Regions from separate parts of the Mus musculus genome. Here region 2 is linked to region 1. The links are chromatin contacts, called in public Hi-C maps. All regions are on one chromosome and are shown on one strand. The core of a region is the stretch at or near the end of the contact, and the rest is flanking DNA. Distances in the headings are between cores, read along the strand shown. Region 1 has its middle 260 kb from the start of Lmx1a. Region 2 has its middle 300 kb from the start of Gm51671.

The links. A called contact is a pair of places that touch in the nucleus more often than the background predicts.
Region 2: a Hi-C map of cortical neurons shows a contact between it and region 1, with 2.9 times the contacts expected there. The contact joins two enhancer-like sites. A contact is called at or near these places in 5 of 484 Hi-C or Micro-C datasets (cerebellum, cortical neurons, embryonic stem cells and 1 more), 2 of 115 datasets of contacts at active chromatin or transcription factors (embryonic stem cells and fibro-adipogenic progenitors) and 1 of 9 other capture datasets (embryonic stem cells).

What each region holds. Positions count from the first base shown.
Region 1 is chr1:167,944,622-167,947,321 of GRCm38.p6, reverse strand. No RefSeq gene overlaps it. Among named protein-coding and RNA genes, the nearest start is that of Lmx1a, 260 kb to the right of the region's middle. Within about 2 kb of position 1,266, at least 13 of the 459 cell types and tissues checked have an H3K27ac peak or open chromatin away from gene starts, as enhancers often do. A contact at or near this core is called in cortical neurons, where this site is marked.
Region 2 is chr1:168,043,600-168,046,299 of GRCm38.p6, reverse strand. No RefSeq gene overlaps it. Among named protein-coding and RNA genes, the nearest start is that of Gm51671, 300 kb to the left of the region's middle. Within about 2 kb of position 1,384, at least 15 of the 459 cell types and tissues checked have an H3K27ac peak or open chromatin away from gene starts, as enhancers often do. A contact at or near this core is called in cortical neurons, where this site is marked.

The sequences.
Region 1 (2,700 bases), core at 17-2,516:
AATAGCTGCAAATGTTCTTTAGAATGGGGCTTACAAGGTTTTCCCATAAAGGGCTGCATGGTAAATATTTTAGACTTGTACCTTTCTGGTCACTATGGCAACTAGTCGCCTTCCTCTCTGCAGCATGGACACAAGCACGAAACTATATACACAAGTAAGTATTACTATGGTCCCTTGAAACAATAGTTCTCAACCTGTGGGTCAGGACCCCCTCTGGAGACCAAATGATGCTTTCACAGGGGTGGTCTAAGACCATCTACATGCATATCAGATATTTACATTACGATCCACAACAGTAGCAAAATCACAGTTATGAAGTAGCAATGAAAATAATCTTCTGGTTGGGGGTCACCACAGCATGACTAACTGTATTTAAGGGGGTTGCAGCATTAGGAAGGTCGAGGACCACTGCAACATTGTGTACAATCCAGGTTGTCAGTTGTACTGGGCTTTGAAAACACCAGATCTAGGGTAGAAATACTTGTTTGAGAAAGGAAGGTCACAAGTTCAAGGTAACAAATACCAATTCACAACCCACACAGTGGAGTATTGGGTTGAGTTTATTCACAAAGAAAGGTTGGGACTTGAATCTTCAAAGGCCTTACTGATAAAAGACAAGTTCCAGACAGTAATAAAACATAATGCAATAGCTACGATCCACCATGCAGAGGAGAGAAGAGGAAAATTAAAATTGTTTTTTTTTTTTAAAAAAAAACACAATATGCACAGGAAAAAATGGTCGACATCACAGAGAATTTATTTGGTGAGCTATCGATTCTGGTTCTTTGGCAAGCATGTTTTAAAAGTCTTAGAGAAGTTTGAACTCACCATGAGAATTGGAAATGTTAGCAACATCAAAAACCAACACCTCTACACACACACATAAATATTCAACTGATCTTCAAAGGAAATATGACCTTAGAAATCGCAGTCGGGTAAATTCCAGCTGCACCTCTGCTCAGAAACCTGCTTCTTTGAAAAGGAAGACGATCATATTTGAACGTGGCCCCTTTTCAAACTCTGTCAGGTATAAAGGCGGGAAACGATGACACAAAAGCTTAATTGGGTCTTTAAAAGTTAATCAATCAGCTAACTTGTTTTCAAAATAGCTCAGTTTTTAACGAGCTCAACTTTTTCTCCCTTGTCTGACAATCTAGGAACTTCATATGCAAATCTGATCAAGTCTCCTCCCAGATCCTTCAGTGGCTTCTCTCTGCTTTGACGTTCTTAGGATAAGACTCAGCACACCATCTGGCTTGCGTGGTTTTTCTTGGGTCCTCACCAACTTCCCACTAGCACATCGCTGGATCCTTCATCCGCCAGTGTTCCACTCTCCTCCAGGTTGCCGGACTCACAGAGCCACCTCTTCCCCAAGCTAACCCCCCACTCCTCCCCATACACATATTCAGCTCACACACACACACACACACACACACACACACACACACACACACACCACAAACACATTCACACAGTCTTAGTCTACTTAACTTCCATATGCCCGGAGCCCCAGTCAACTGTCATCAGAGCTGTCTCCCGCCTCTGAGTTCTGATCATGGTTTGTCATCATACATTCATTAGGGTGATGGTTTAATTAATATCCGCCTCCCCCTCTGGGCTACAGGCCCCCCAAGGAGTAGGAAACACACAGCCTTCTAATGGCAGCAGGCTTAGCTCAGTGCCTGGAAGAGGCTTTAGAATAAAAAAGATATGATAGAGGGGTAATGGGAAAGCCATGGAACTAAAATACAACACCAGATGTGGTAGAAACAACGGATTGCTGAGGGATATTTGATATAGCGAGACACATTTTCAGAATACTCTTTTTCTTGTTTGTGTGAAGTTCTTAAAGGATGCTCTCGATTCAAATCAGAAACATTTTCCTGGGACAGACAGAAATGTTTTAGGTCTCGGGGACCATAGCACTTCTGTCAGATAGGGGCAGGCAGAAAATATGACAGGATTTGGAGACCAGAGTATTTTGGTCTTAGCTGCTTAATATCATTGTCATGGCATATTGTAGAAGCTAGATACAGTACAGAAATAAACCTGACCGTGTTCCAGTCAAACCAGGGTTTCTAATGTTCCTTACTGTTGATATCTGAGCCGAGTATTTTCTTTTCTTTGTTTTCCAAAGGATTTATTTATTTTATGTACATGAGTATACTGTCTCTGTCTTCAGACACACTGGAAGAAGACATCAGATCCCATGGTTGTGAGCTACCATGTGGTTGCTGGGAATTCAACTCAAGACATCTGGAAGAGCAGACAGTATGCTTTTAACCACTGAGCCACCTCTCCAGGTACCCCCTTTTAAAGATTTATTCATTTATTATTTATTCATTTTATGTATAAGTTCTCTATCTGCATGTATACCTACATGCCAAAAGAGAGCATCAGATCACATTTTAGATGGTTGTGAGCAACCATGTGTTTGCTGAGAATTGAACTCAGGACCTCTGGAAGAGCCTCAGTACTCTTGACCACTGAGCATTCCAACCTCTTCTCCTCTTCATATTTTCTTGTTTCAGGGCTGTTTTGCATATGGCTTCCGAAGCAGCACCCGCGGACTTGGCCCACTCAATGCCAATAGTGTCCTACCTATTTCATTATTGACAAATGTGTGTCAGAGTGCCCCCAGACATTGCCAAAAGCTCCTTGGAGATAAAGACATGGAAGCTACAACAAAGTGCAAAAACC
Region 2 (2,700 bases), core at 135-2,634, 99 kb before region 1:
GAGAGTGAAAGATGGGATGCGATGTGAGAGAAGAGAAAACACAAGCATCTTAAATTATGGGAAGGGAGGCTCTACCTCTGCATGGCTGCCACTGTACCCACTTTATTCCCAATGCTCCCCATCACTGAGTAGCATCTCCCATCTGCTTTTGATTAAATGGCAGGTGGCTTGGGGGCCCCAGAGAACGCAATTACAACACTCATCACTATTGGATCTACAAACAAAATTACTATAAATCTGACATTCAGGCCTAGGCTTAATAGCTAGCTGACTAACACAATTTGCAGGTCCCTGAAAAGTCACCCCACTTAAGGATATTTATCCCTGTCTGATACGTTGCTTCTTCCTCCATGAACTTAGCTTTCATATTAAGGAGGTATCTGCATTTTTGCTTAGTTAAGAGGATTTTATTATCTGGGAGTGGTCACACATGAGATTCCTAATGCACTTGGTTTAATTACTTAACTAATCTGTCATCACACTTGATCTTGTGTAGGAAACCTAAAGGACAGTGGAGAAAGTAATGGGTAAATGTTGAGAAGAGGAACTAGAGTTTGGCCAAGAATATTGCTAGAAACTGGATAGTTGTGTGTGTGTGTGTGTGTGTGTGTGTGTGTGTGTTGTGTGTGTGTGTGCTTTTGCATAGATGTGTATCCATGTATGTGCACATATGTGTTCATGTGTACATTGTCAAAACAACTGAGATAGAGGACAACACACACACACACACACACACACACACACACCACTCTTAAAAAGCTTGTAGCTACATAATGAGACAAACATACAGGTGCATATTGAGATAAGATTTACTAGAAAGCAAAACAGTACCCATTCCTGGTATTGATTTGGGTAATGACCATGGGGTTGCTTTTAATAACCAAGGAGAAGGCAGAAAGTGAGCCACTTCGACATGGCTCATTGTCAAACATTGGGGATAGTAGGTGTGAAGAATGAAAGTGAATGGGGGCGGGGGAGGGAATGAGGGCTGAGGGCTGCTTGTTCCCACCAGCCCAGGAACACACCAAGCCAAAGCAAACAAATAATTGAAACGGACACAAATCAATTAGATGATGACAAATAAAAATTTTCATAGCCCAGGATGAGGTGTTATTAAAAATGACTCGTCTGCGCCTGATGCCTTTAGATTTACATTTCAACATAATTAACGCTGAATGGTACTCGCTGCTGTTCTCATTCTGCCAGCTGATGGTGCTCACTAGAGTGCTGGGGAGATGCCGGCAAGCATTATCTTTAGAAAATATTCCATCCCTGTTTTCATTCATTTGTAGCTTAACTTCCTTCATTACATGACATTAGGAGAAAGAGCGTTCTGCTCCCCCGTGCATCCTCTCCTGCGGCTCATTTCCCCCGCTGAGATCATCATCAGCTTGAGACATCACCGCCATCTCCACAGCAACCAGACCCATCCCCAGAGTGCACACTTTGGCTCATATAGCCTCCGTTCCCCTCATTATTTATTGCTGAAAAGATCCGAGGTGAGAAGGAGGCTATTGCTTTCCAAAGGCTTTGGGACAAGACATTCCTTCTATTTTTCCTAGAAAGACAGCTACAAACCAAGGGAACATCTGCCTTGGGGAGAGAAGGACCTGGCACCTTGAATACTAGCCCTCCCTTCTGCTTTCTATGGCAGGCTTCTCAATGTGAAGACGGGATGCTAGAGCTGGCAAGCTAGCTCAGTCAGCTTTGGTCCCCAAACTTAAACACTTGAGTTCAATCTCCAGGACCGACTCAGTAGAAGTGGAGAACAGTTTCCTATTGTACTCTGATATCTACACACATACCATACTGTGTGTGTGCGTGTGTGTGTGTGTGTGTGTGTGTGTATGTGTGTGTGTGTGTGTATGTGTGTGTGTGTATGTGTGTGTGTGTGTGTGTGTGTGTGTGTGTGTGTGTGTGTGTGCATATACATGCACATGTGCTCAAACACATAAAATTAATTGGAAATATAAAAATGTTTAAAACAAGAAAATGGAGATGTCTTCATCTGCTGTGTAGAATTGTTTGCAGAGATAACTAACTAAATGCACACTTTAGAACAATGATTATGTGCCAAGAGCTCAGTGTGCATGGCCATTTATCACATCTTCAAGTATTGTAGAGGCCATGATAGTAGATTTGCATTAACTACTGTTGTATACTAAATCACCTCAAAATTTGGTGGCTTAAACTTAACTTGACCATATCACATCTTCAAATATTTTAGAGGCCGTGATACTAGGTTTGCATTAACTATTGTTGTATATACTAAGTCAATCCAAAATTTGATGCTTCAAACTTACAATTTTATTGACTCTGGTGGCTGGGAGAGCAGAGAGGAGTCAGGTATGGCTATTCTGCTAGTCTTGCTTAGGGTCATGTAAGTTTAGTGAGATGCTCTGATCTCTGCTGTGGTGATGGATTAGATTCGTCACTGTGCCCACGAGCGCTCATGGCCTCACTAATCCTTTTTATAAGTCCTTGGTCAACTGGAATCTCAGTGCATTTGAAAGCATAAAAGCAGACTCTCCTGTATTCTGAATCTCTGAAAAATCACTTTCATTCACTAAGACTCAGGCCAGCTACACTGAACGTGGGATGAGTCCTGCCACGGCAGCATGAGAGACAGGCCATTCTATCTCCATCTTAAAGTATGAGAAAACTGTGGTTTGGAGAATGAAGAGAGTTCCTTGAAGTCAT